Regions from separate parts of the Manis pentadactyla genome. Here region 2 is linked to region 1. A link is a contact called in public Hi-C data. All regions are on one chromosome and are shown on one strand. Each heading gives the region's core, a stretch centred on a gene start, on an enhancer-like site or on the middle of the called end of the contact. The rest is flanking DNA. Distances are from core to core; before and after follow the strand shown. Region 1 holds the start of FLNA (filamin A). Region 2 holds the start of FAM3A (FAM3 metabolism regulating signaling molecule A).

Region 1 (6,332 bases), core at 1,768-4,267:
ACTCAAGCCCCGCGGCCTCGCGTCTTCACTGCAGGAAACCCTGCAGCGTGGAAACGCTGCGCAGCGTCTGGCGCTGGACCACTTGGCCTGCCTCGGCCACGCCATACAAGGGACTTTACTTACCCAAGGCCCCTGCGAGGGGGTGGCATGGCTCGCCCACCCCCAAGTCACTTGGATTCCCCCCGTCCCCGCAGCCACCGCTAACCCCCTTCTGCAGGCGCCGGCGCTCGGGGTTCCCGGCTGCACCCGAGCCAGCGGCCCTGGCAGCAGCTGAAAGGGGCCCGAACCTACAAGCGAGCCCTCGGAGAGCCCGGGTCCCGGGCCAGGCTCTGATGGGAGCGCCTTGCGCGCGTGCGCCACGCCATGCAAGCGGCCGCCCCCCCAGACCCTCTGCCCCGGGCCGGCCTTCCCGCTCTGCACGGCCCTGGCCCGCGCACCTGCGCCCGCCTGTCCCCACCGCCTCTCTCCCTCACCACTCCACCCCGGAGAAAATGGGGCACTGGGCCAGGAGGCCACCAGCACTCCAGGAGCAAGCAGTCTTGGAAGGGGCCGGGCGTGCCAGTGGGCACTGGCAGAGGGTGCCGTGTGATGCGTGCAGAGACCGCGAGCGTCTGCCTGACCCACTTTGCGGTCCACCTGGGACACTGGGGGGTTTCCTCTCCTGTGGGAGTGGACCCTGAGCCCAGTGTGACCTGGAAGGTGGCCAGGGAACGGGTACAGGGGCTGTTCCAATAAGGCTTGCCAGGCAGGCAGGCACTGAGCACCTGGGTCTGGGTGGGCTTCAGGGCCTGTGGCAGTGCAGAGAGGGTCCTGGAGGACAGGGGTGCCAGGGAACTGAGGGGGGTGAGACACGGCAGGCTGCCAAGGCCTGCTGAGGAGCCTGGAGTGTGTCCCCGGGACAATGGGGAGCAATCTGCTCAAAATTAATATTCTGGTAGACAACTCTCGAGACAGAGGGGGGCTGCTGCGGGGAGACAGACCAGCAAAGGTACAGGGACAAGAAGCCTGTTAAGGACACTCACTTCCATCTTCTTTAGTCAAGAGAAAACAGCTTACCCATGCCTTCCTTCCCAGAGTGGACTCACTCCTCCCACTCCTGTGCACCTCCCTTCCCTCTCCAATGTTCCCTTCTTGACATCTTTTTTCAACAAAAGCATGTCATTGTTCCTACTGTTTGATTCCTAGATTGAGCTGCAGAATAGTGGTAATTAAATTATGTGCTAAAGACCAGGGAGAGAGGAGGCCCTGGATGAGCCCAAGTGTCATGCCCAAATATGGTTGATTCTCGTAGAGCACTGAGTGTCTTCATTGCCCACAGTGGGGCTGTGGTCGCAGCCAGCATCTCCCCTGCCCTGTAGCATGCTCACTTTGGGGCTATCACCCCACTGGTTCTTCCTCACCAGTTGTGAGGGGTCCAAATGGCATTCTCCAGTGTGAGGCCCACCTCCTGTGCACTCTCCCCTCTTCTGACCACTTTCAGACACACCTGCACACAGCTCCACACCACAGCATCTGGGAACTGGGGTGCGGGACGGAGGGAGAGCTGTAAAGGGGGAACAAGAACGGATCCTTCCTTGCCAGGCCCCATTCAAGACAGGTGAATGTGGCCCTTCTGGTCCATCTCCCTGCCCCACTGGAGTGCAAGTTTCCAAGGACAGAATTACATCAAGAATTGATTTGCTCTCCACTAAGTGCCATCCAACTGGGTTCATTCCTTAATCTTCAGAAAGTGGGGAAACTGAGTCAAGGTAACTGACCAGTAGTCAACTCCAGCAGAAAAGGGGACAGAAGCTAAGGGTTCCAGCCTGAGGCTTTCCGTATTTGGGGAGACAAGAGATGGCGTTCTTGTCCATAGGGAACAAAGTACACCACCAGGTGGCGCCCCATCCCAAAGCCCCCAGATCGGGCAGTCCTTGGAAGTCAAAATCCAGCTCTTTCATATTTTCCCTTATTTGGAGTAGATTCTTGGATGTTAGACACACTCCGCCCCCTACCCCAAGCCAGGCTGTCAGACCCCAGGCCAGGCCCTCCCACAGGGGCGCCTCAGCTGGTAAAGAAAGCTGCAGAATGGCACGGTGAGAAGAGACCCGAGCTCCCATCTTCACCGGGAAGCCTAGCGCATGTGCAGGTGGGCCTGCCAGTGGGCTTCACCTACTTTTCCTGAACCCAGGTGGCATGGGAATCGGGGGACGTTGCTGCTCACACCCTGGCTGGCAGTGAACATCCAGCTCAGGGCCACCTGGGATATGGGCCCAGGACCCAGCCCAGGAATCCGGTGTGTTGGAGGAGCCCCTGCTTCCTGTACCTGGTCACAACCCCTGCCCTAGCCACAGAGCACAGCAGCCCGGGAAACAACTGCCCTGTGTCCAACCAAGGCAGCTGATGCCCTGAGGGCTAGTGCCAGCAATGAACCCACTGTCACCCTCCCCGGGGGACACACCGTCCATGAAGTATCCTTCCAGGTAACCATTCACCCTGAGCCCACATAATGTCCTGCTCCTAGTGCCCATCCTTCCAAGACAGTCATAAGTTACACACCGGCTGGCTCATGGATGGCCACACCAGCCTATATACTGCCAAACGCTCAGACACCCTCTCTCTCAGGGACCACCGTGGCCTTGGGCTCCCACACTCCTGGGCACCGACAGATTCTCGGGTGAGCGAGGGAAGGCAGTCCCTGGACGGTGCACTCCCAGGCACCAGGGTCGCCCCCAGAGCTCTCAAAGCCCAGCTGCATCTGGCCTGGGTGCGCGCCGGCACCTGTGTTCTCGGAGCCTCTCTGCCTACCTTCGCCACCGCCGCCCCAGGTCTGCGAGCAGTGCTGTGACCGTCCCGCTAAGAGCCCAATCACTGAGGCCTCACCTGCTGTCCCTGCGGGCGGCCGGCGACCGCGGGGTGGCGCCTGGCTCGCTTTCGCGCCCGCACCCGGCGCCTCGGGGCTCCGCTGACGGTCGCTGCACGCCGCGCGCCTCCACGCGAATGGGCTGCCGCCCGCCTTCTTGTTGGCCGCACCCCCGCCCCGCGCCCGGCCCGGCCTGGCGAGAAAGCCTTAATTGGTAAAATTGTCCAGGAGCTGTGGGGCAGGGGGGTGGCGCGCCATGAGCTCAAGTGCCCGGACCGCCTGGCGACGCCGCCCCCCAGGATGAGCTCACCGCCCAGCGAGAGCCGCCCTGGGGAAAAGGGGGCTCGCCTCTAGAGCCCGCAGGGTCTACAGGGCCCACGTGTCAGCCCAGCTGGAAAGGCTACCTCTTCCAGGGAGCCGCCCACAGTCACGGCTCCCTGCATTTGCCTCAAGCCCTGCTGGCCAGGCAAGTCGGATTCTGCCCTCTGGGCTGGGGCACAACAGACGTTGCGGGTGTTCCTGAGTACCTACCACCCACAAGGCCGCAGTGGGGTGGGGACCGAAGCCTGGTGGTGAGCAAGCAATCCAGCTGCCACTGATCTGGCCCTTGCTGAACGCCAGGCCTGGCCTGGAAGTGGGCAGCAGAAACGTACTGCAGTGTAGTCCTGAAGCCTGGCAGTGTGCAGTGGGGTGCCGCAAAAGAGCCAGGTGTCCGTGAGCTGTGTAGGCACAGCCACAGCCTGGCACTGCCAGCTCCCTCTTCCTCTTTTTCGTGCTTATTTCCTGGTAGCTTCAGATTCGGCAGCTCAAATGTCACTTCCTCAGGAAAGACCACATAAAGCAGTGTTATTTAACATTTTGCCCACAGTCCCCAAGAGTTACATTTTACACCCTGCGCCTGCACGTGTGCAGTCACGTAAGTAGTTTGACAAATCACTGAAACAAACGTTTCACCAAATGAGACTTTCAGATCTTTCCCTTATGACCTGAAAAGCACTCTGCTGTTTTCTATTCTATTCTACATCATTAAAGGAGAGAAAGAAAAGAAAGGAGAGGGAGGGAGGAAGAAGTTTGGTCACACCTGCTAAATGAGTTAGGCGATCAAGCTACAGACACTAACAGGAAGGTGCTGATCACCCCCCCAGCCTCCCGGTAGCCACTGCTGCCTTTGCTGATTTGGCTGGGGATGGCCTTTCCACTTTGACCCAGGTGGGATCTCCTGGCAGTGCCAGGGTCTCTCTCGGTATTCCCTCCAGTGGGAACCCACGCCTCATTGACCCACACACACACACTGGGGAGGACAGTGGGTTATCATCACTTGATAGACGAGCACAGATGAGTGACCTGAGTTCAGACCCCTGAAGTGGCTGTGTTGGAGCTCATGACCAAGGCTGTCCTTTCAGGGAGGAAACCCACCGACCATAGGCATTGCAATCAGAGCCAGGGGTGCAATAGGTGTGGGGGAGGCATAAATGAGCTGGTGACCACGTGGCTGGACCTCCACACCCCTACTTCCATGTGAATACTCTTTACACTACTACCTCCCTCCCCCAAAACACACCCATCTCCCCCAAAACACTTGGTCCTTGGTCTGCATGTCTTCCAAGTCTAGGGTGGTTGTACAGCACTGGCTATTCCGTGGTGAAGATGGTAATAAATTAAAGACCTTTCCTCCTTTGAAGGTGTTGAAGGTTTTGGAAAATGCTAGAATCAGCTCCATTACTGCTTCCAAGGCCAGCTGAATCTCCAACTAGCCATGCGACTAGTACTGAGATTAACTGATGTGTTCCAGGGTGGGAACACAGGCATTCTTTAGAAGGCTTTGGTCAGCCAACCATTCAGTTTTATACTGAGTGTTATAATCTTCCACACATTAATTTTCACAATATTTGTCTTCTTACTACTTTTGTTACTGACCAATGTTTCAAGCATTCAAATACCAGGTAAAACCCAAAGGATCTTTAACATTCTTGAAGAGGAAAGTTGTTTTGTATTATACTAAAATATTAAGATTCTGATCTTAAATAAAATATTAATAGCCCAGTGAACAACTGTTCCCTTGGACTCTATGTATTGGTTGGTATTTTTCTGTATAACTTAAAGCCATTCCCATCCTTAAAGGAGAAACTATCTTCTCATTCTTGACTTGGAATCAGTAACTTCCTAGCCCTTTTCATCCTGGCTACAGTTCCAGATAAATTCCTCCCCTTTTTAAACTCTGGTCACCCTTCCCAGGAAGACTCCCCTGGAGAGCCCAAATTTCCCCCAACAGCCCCTCTGACCACTTGGAACCCCTGCTGGGCCCCACCACCTAGGTCATTTAGCTGAGTAATAGGTACTGGCTGGGGCAATGGTCTCTGCAGGAATCACTGCACTCAGGGCCTCGGGCAAGTCTCCTCCTTTCTGGGACCCCACCTCCCCCTCTGGATGGTGCAGAGGGCATCAGCTTTGATGGTCAAGGGCACGTTTGGTTTCTGGTGGTCTAGGATGGGTCTTCACTGCAATGTGGTTGGACTTGGGATCCAGATGCCCACAGGGTAGGTGAGGGGGACCATTACAGTTCAGCCTCCTGGTGCCATCCGTCGTGGGACCTCATAGTGAGGCAGGCAACGGAAGAAAGCATAGAAGGTAGAGTGCCAGGCAGGTGCTGAGGGGGAAGTTCCTTGGGGAGAAGGCAAACCTAGAATTCCTTGACCTCATAAGGAAACAGCTTGGATCCTTATGGGGAGGGGTGGCATGTGGGAGGACTGAGCCTCTGGGACAGGGGCCAGTACTGCAGAAGAAGGCTTGGAGAGGTGCTGGGGAACTTGATCCTGCCAAAACTCAAAATTCCCTGAAGCAGCCCAGAGCCCACATGCCAACTCCCTCCCTGCTCTGAAAGATAAGCAGCAAGCCCCTGCCCTGCCCAGGGCTCTCCCCCTTCTTACTGCCACACACATGCCTGGGGACCCACACACACCTTCTCCTCCTATTTGGGGAGACAAAGCAGGTTTTACCCTGACTTTAAAACCCGGCCAACAGCACCTCTTCTTGCATGGCAACGTCTTCCCCATCCCATGAGCACACCTCCAGGGAGGACTGGTGTTACCCTCCCCAGCTGGGCTAGAACCCTCCTCTCTTCTTCCCCTTATTCAGCTGTTCCCTGTGAGAACAAACACAGCACTTTGTCTTCCCATGCCTACACTCCATCAGCTGCTTTTGTTTAGAATGGGATTGTTACCTCCTTTCCAATCTCCAAGGAATAGGTCTTTACTGACCAAGGCCCTCATCAACTCCTAGGGACAGTCCAGGCTCCTCAGCAGGCCTTGGCAGCCTGCCGTGTCTCACCCCCCTCAGTTCCCTGGCACCCCTGTCCTCCAGGACCCTCTCTGCACTGCCACAGGCCCTGAAGCCCACCCAGACCCAGGTGCTCAGTGCCTGCCTGCCTGGCAAGCCTTATTGGAACAGCCCCTGTACCCGTTCCCTGGCCACCTTCCAGGTCACACTGGGC
Region 2 (6,556 bases), core at 3,870-6,369, 140 kb after region 1:
CCACACAGAAAGAAGAGATGTGAGCCATCGCCAGAGAAGAGAAAGCCTGAGGCGGGCTCCGGCAGGCACTTACTTGGTGGCTGGGTCATCGTAGGATGCCACGAACACCAGGGTACCTTCATGCAGTGGCCGGATAAACTTCAGCAGATCGTTGACATCTGGGGGCACAGGCCCCATGGGACACAGCATCAGGCACCACTGAGCACCCCTCCCACACCAGCCCTGTTCTCCAAGAAGGGACCAGGCCAGGGACACACCCCAAAGGGTTACCAAGTGAGTGAAGGGACAAACTGGCAGAAGAAGCAGGGCCATCCCTATGACCGTACACCTGTCCCACCCCCAGCTCTTCAAGACCTAAGGAAGTACTCAGGAAGCCCCCAGTGAGTGGACAGGGAAAAGACGCCCAGTCATTCCACTGCAGTCAAAGGACAGGAGGCCACAGCTGCCACTCACCTCCCGCCCACATGTCGAAGGCCCGGGCCTCAATGAGCTCACCACTGACTCCTGGGTCGAGAGGGAGAAAGGGGTCCTGCTGGGTGAGTTGCCAGGGCGGCTCCACCTACTACTCAGCCCTGCCAGACCAGACTTAGGAAATGGCCGTGGCTACAGGGTGTAGCCCTTCTGGAAGTGTTTCAAACATCCTCCATATTCGTGCCCCATGCATGCTGCTTGTTCAGACAACTGTGGCCCACTCAAAGCTGCAGAGCTTCTGCCTTGCATTTAATACCCTCCAGAGGCTCCCCATGAAGCACCCCCTAGCTTCTCATACACTTGTAGGTCTGTGCTGCTACCATGCTTTTGTTCATTGGGTCGCTTCTTCTGTGGAGCCTTCAGCTTGCACAGACCCCTTCCCAGGCTTCCCTGGGAATTCTCAGATGGGTGGAGTGAGGCAAACACCCAGATGCCTCCACATGGGGCAGAAGTGTGGCAGGTCACAGCATGGCTGCAATTCTCTAGCCTGAACAGACCCCACGTCCAAGGGGGCTCACCGTTCACCAGGGCAATGTTCAGTCCACGGCCCACGTTGTCCTTGACACTGCTCATGAGCCTGGCGGGAGGACAGAGCCCTCGCACAGCTCCTAGCCCCCATTCTTCCCCTCAGCCACCCCCGGCCACCCTCCGGAGCTCACATCTTGTCCTCCAGGCAGATCTTGGGTCCAATGACATTGGCAGCCCCGCTGACTACACGGAAAGCCAGGTGCTCCTCAGGACACGGCTGGGGCAGGCCACACTTGTACTTCCTGGCTCGAGGCTCTGGGCAGGGACAGCAGGGGTGACCCACGGGCCTGGCCCTCAGGTCACCCGAGATCTGAGAGGGGGAGGCCAGGACCAGCCTATAGGAAGGAATGAGTGACCACAGAGCAGGGAACTGGTGGGGTGTATGGCTCAGGCCAAGGCCAGGGATACTTCCACAGACACTGTGAATCCTGGGAAGCTTTTCTGCCATTGGTGGGAGAGGAAAAAGGAGGTATGAGGGCTGGCCTGGGCCTTGGCCCTGCCAAGACCACAGCCCAGAGGAGGAAGGAGCAGATGGGAGGGCAGCCCCACCAGACCACAGGAGAGCAGCAGGTGCGAAGAGAGCACCTGGTTCCCAGGGGGTGGAGGTGGGAGAATAGGACTAGGACAGTCTCTGTTAAGGTTGAATTTTGTCCCTACAAGAGATATGTTGAAGTCTTAACTCCCAGTACTTCAGAGTGTGACCCTATTAGGAAATAGGGTCATCAAAGATACAATTAATTAAGATGAGAGCTTCCTGGATTTCCCTGGTGGGCCCTAAATGCAGTGACAAGTGTCCTTATAAGAGACAGAAGTGGACAGTCACAGGGGAGGCGTCCACACGGCGACAGAGGCAGAGACGGGAGTGATGTGGCCACAAGCCAAGGGCCCTGGGGCCCCCCGATGCTGGGGGTGAGGAAGGACCCTCCCATGGAGCCTCTGCAGGGAGTCCCACCCTGCCCACACTGTGGCTTCAGGCTTCTGGCCTCCAGGACTGGGAGAGAAGAAATCTCTGTTGTTTAAGCCACCCAGTGTGTGGTGATCTGTCATGGCCACCCCAGGACACTGACACAGATTTTGAAACCAGGAAGTGGAGGGCTGCTGCAACCAATCTCCAAAACTGGGGGAATGGCTTTGGAACCAGATGATGGGGAGAGGCTGTAGAGTTTGGAGTTGCATGCTAGAAAAGGCCTAGACTGCCTTGAGAGACTGTTGGTAGGAATATAGCTGTTAAAAGTAATTCTGGTGAGAACTTAGAAGAGAGAAGAGCAGTAGAGAGAACTTCTGTCATCTTGGAGAATGCATACATCATCATGATCACAATGTTGCTAGAAGTGTGAACATTAAAGTTGCTTCTGAAGAGACTGCAGATAGAAATGAGGATGTTGGAAGAAAGACTTGGCCAGATTATTTTCTAGTGTTTTGTGGAAAGTAGACTCTTCTCAGGCCTTGAGACCTAATGGCATTTGCCCTACTGGGTTTCAGACTTGTTTGGGACTATTTATTGTAGTTTCTCCATTTTGGAATGGGAATGTCTACCCTATGCCTCTCCCCCAGTGTATTCTTGGAAGAGGTAACTTGTTTTCTAGGTTCACAGCAAGAGCCCCAGTGGGCCATGATGGCTAGTTTGGGGAGGGATGGAGAACAGAAATGCTGGAGGACTGGGACAGGCACAGGGGAGGAGCAGGGAGGTGAGAGGAGCCTTACCTGCAGTCACTGAGTCCTCTGGGCCTGTGGGTATAGAGAGTTGTTTCTGTTAGTGTGGAAGCCTCCTGGGGCCTGCAGCAGGGCAGCCTGGCCCTACACCATGAAGTCAAGGTGGAGGGGCAGTTAGGCTCAGGCACATTCCTGCTCAAATCTCAATGACGTTCATATGCAAAGCTCCCTGCTCCAGGAAAAGGGTAAATCAGAATTGTAAAAAGTACTTAGGTGACCTGTCACCAGTAAGAAGGGTCGAGTGCCCTCCCCATCTCATAGCCCAGTGGAGGACCTGCAAGGAGCAAGCAGGGAGCAAGCCCCTCTGCCCCTCACTCAGACCCCAGTGACTCCACCTGGACACAGAACTGTGATTAGTGGGGCCTGGCATTCCCACGTGAAGCACATGGGTGGGTGGGGGCAGGCTGTGCCAGGTGCCTCCCGAGACAGACTAGTGGCAGCTGGAGGTGGCTGGCCAGGAAACCTGGGCCACCCCCTGGAGCCTCAGCCCCCAGGCCCGGGCAGCCACCCTGGTGACCTCCATGAGGAGGCAGGGAAGGGGCCCACACTCACTGGTGAAGAGTTGCTGGATGTGAGGGAAGCCGCTGCCAGGCCCACCTCGGAGGACGCTGACTATGATCCAGGTGAGGCCCACGATGACAACCAGGGCCACGATGCGGAGGGGGCCTGGAGGCAGGACAGACACAGGCGAGGCCACCTCAGAGGCCAGCGAGCTGTGAATGACCCTCCGGCCTGCCACGACTGGATCTTCCCATCCCCTTGGGAAGAAGTGACCAGAGGACAGGAAGGCGGGAACCTCCGGCCACCCCACCAGGCCTGAGAAGGGAGCTCGGGCTCCTGGCAGGTGGAAGGAGGACTCTGAGTCCAAGGCTCTCCACGTGGTTCTCCCTGGCAGGTGTGGAGGTGCTTTCCAGAAATCACTGCTCGAGAGAGCCCCAGTGCTCCCCCAGGAGTCCCCCAGCTTCCTGTCTCTGAGGCTGCCAACAGGTTTGTGTCCCACCCGCTCTGTCCTCTTTTCCTCCTGCAGTGATGGAGGGGGTGGCCCCTACTCCCTTTGGGGACCAGTCCCTCACCTGCTGAGAGCTGGAGCCTGAGCTCTCCCCCCTGCTCAGACTCCCTGTCAGAGCGCTCGTTCTGTCTCACCCTTTCTCCTGGAGGTTCAGCGGCACCTCCTGTCGTAAGGCAGCACGGAGGGGAAAGCCCTCCGTCAGAGTCACCTCCCTCCAGCCGCTGACCACTCGCCCTGGCCCTCCTCTTCCCCACCAGTTCCTCGAGTCATCCACTCGCTGGGTCACCTGTCGGCCCTGCTCTGGTCTTCCTTGACCTCTCGGTTGGCTGCCCAGGACCTCCTGCTGGAGATACGCCCGTGTGCGCTGGTTTCCAGGACAGCACGCTCTAACCCTGGCTGGACACTCGCCCCTCTCTGCTTAGATCAGCTCCCCCCCCCCCGCCTCCCCTCGCGTCCCCTGAAAAGCTGGGCTTTCCCAGGCTTCTGTCGGAGTACCTTCTTTTCCTGTCCTCTACTTTCCCTCTACGTACAGGTGCTCTCACTTACTCTTGGCCTCCAATTAACCCCCACGGAGCACTGACTCTATTTTCCTGCCCCAGTCGCTACTGTTCTTGAGGCCACACCCTCCCAGCCAGTTCCTCCTGGAGGGCTCCTCTGGGACACATCTGTAACACTGCAACCTTGGCAAGCTTGAATTCCAGTTCTGGAGTTCTGCTCTCCACCCCAACCTGTCCCTCCCGAAGCCATGCCATCTTCACTGTAGTGGTCCAGCTGACAGCAGGGCTGGCGCCACTTTTTGTGCAAGTCCACCGCCACTCCGGTCAGCCTCTCCTCTAAGACCACGCCTCCCCACCTCGCTGTACTCCACCCAGCCGCCAGGCTCCGTGGAAGCCCTCTTCCAACTCATTTTCCAACCAGGGGCCAGTTCTCCGAGTTGGGAGAAGTGTACTGTCCTAATCTTCACCTCACAGCTTAGGAAGCTGAAGTCTTTGGAGGTGAAAGGACTCAGTCAAGGTCACAGAATGAGTGTGCAGAGCTCTCCGTCTCCAAAACTAAGCCCAGTAGTCCACCGGGGGCCTCCAGACACAGACCTCTGTACACCTGGGACTCCAGCTGGGTCTCCTTTCCAGCCGCCTCCCGTTCACTGTGGAAGGCACTCACCGGCCAACCTCATGTCCAGTTCTCTCGCTGGGTTGGGGCCGCCAGCAGGCGCAGTGTTTGGAGGCCGTGCGCTCCGGGGTCAGCAGAGCAGAAGAGGAGGTTTGGGGGGGCGCAAATGGTGCACCGACTTGTTCGTCCAACCCCCTGGCCAGGCTCCTCGGGAACGCGGAGAAAAGCCCTATCAGGACAGGAGAGGGCCTCGGGAACCCGTCGGCTCGCGACAGTGCCCACGGGAGCCTCTGGACCTGGGAGGTGGAAATGGTTCTCGGGGACTCAGGCCCCTCCCGTGGGAGGCCCCGAGCTCGGGCCGCCTTCCCGGGCCTGGTGGCGGGCGACACGGGCTGCGCCGGCCGGAGACTTGCCTGACCGTGGGTAGATGCGAGCTCGGTGGCGGGCCGCCCTGGAAGGCCAGCCGTCCAGCTCTGGCGGGCGCGGGGGAAGTGAAGCAGGAACGCTGCGCGTCCCGACAGGTCCCGCAATGGCGGCCGGGGGCGGGGCCCCGGGGCCCCAGGGCCCAGCCCACCGGCGCCACGCCAGCCGCCCGCTCCCGTTCCCCCCGCCCGGCCCCCGGGTGGGAGGGGCCGCGCCTGCTTCGCTTCTGACGTGAGCACAGGGCTCCTATGGCCCCGCCCCCACCCGCGAGAGCCCTGCCCCGAGGTCTACCCTCAGACCCCTTCCTAGGGGCTGGGGGACGTTCGAGCCCCGCGGTCGGATTCCCGAAGCCTGGATAGGTTCCGAGAGGCGGGCAGATCTAGGGGCATAATTAGAAATTGTTTTAAAGTTGATATATGTGCTTTAAGGACGTGGTGGTACAGAAGAGCACACAGGGGAAACCACTAGAATGCGACGAGACAGAGGCGACCAGGCTCAGCCTTCCAACGCCTTTCCCCGCAAGCCTGTTGTCTAAGTGCGTTCACACTCAGGATCGCTCTGATGATTGGAGGAGCGTCTCGACGGCCCCACTGAAAAGCTCCTGCCTATTCCTCTGGCCTCCTTCAGGAAGGCCTTCCTGGCACCAACTGCACCCTGATCACCTCCCGCATTGGCAGAGCTGCGGCCACCCTTTAGCTGGACCCATCTTTCTTTCTGGTGGGCGGTAGCTGGGCGGCAGGAGAATCGCAGATACATCCATGCCCTCTGACCTTGACCCCACTTACAGGAAGAACTTTTCTAAGAAAAAATCCAAGATACTGAGAATGCCTATAGAGCCAGACAATGACAGTAGAATCCAGTAGCTTCTACTCTGGCATACAGAACAGCCTCTCATCCTCCATAACAAGATGAAGGTAATCAGTTTCAGGACCCTGCTGCTGTAGTCAGGAGTATTTGGCTTCTGTCATGAAATCTGAGATCAGAGATAATGCTTACCATATGCCAGACTCTCACATATTTGTGGGGATCAAACCTTGGGCACTGTGTCCTCCTAAGTAGTCTTTCCTGCTTGTAGTTGTGGGGCCCAGGAGAGGGAAGTCCCAGCTACTCACACTCTTGGGTTGCCAGTCACTGGGCATGTGACTGGTAGTTCTGAGAGGACAGTGTTTACATCTTGCTCAGAGCAGGCATTTTGGAAAGGCTGGTTTAATGAGTCCCCATGAGGGTCCAGGGCACATCCACCATTCCCAGAGGTACCTTATGAGTGATGGGCCAGAGGCCTGGGATTCTTCTGTGCCGCAT

The links. Hi-C and Micro-C count contacts between places; a contact is called where the count stands out from the background.
Region 2: a Hi-C map of fibroblasts shows a contact between it and region 1, with 6 times the contacts expected there. The contact joins the promoter of FAM3A here to the promoter of FLNA in region 1. A contact is called at or near these places in 2 of 3 Hi-C or Micro-C datasets (fibroblasts and skin fibroblasts).

What each region holds. Positions count from the first base shown.
Region 1 is chrX:146,269,480-146,275,811 of mManPen7.hap1, forward strand. FLNA (filamin A) reads right to left here and starts at 3,018. Exons shown (of 47, transcript XM_036887127.2): 1 at 2,863-3,018.
Region 2 is chrX:146,410,050-146,416,605 of mManPen7.hap1, forward strand. It overlaps FAM3A (FAM3 metabolism regulating signaling molecule A), which reads right to left and starts at 5,120. Exons shown (of 9, transcript XM_036923580.2): 1 at 4,883-5,120; 2 at 3,265-3,378; 3 at 2,704-2,727; 4 at 1,131-1,254; 5 at 990-1,048; 6 at 454-504; 7 at 74-158. The coding sequence starts at 4,895.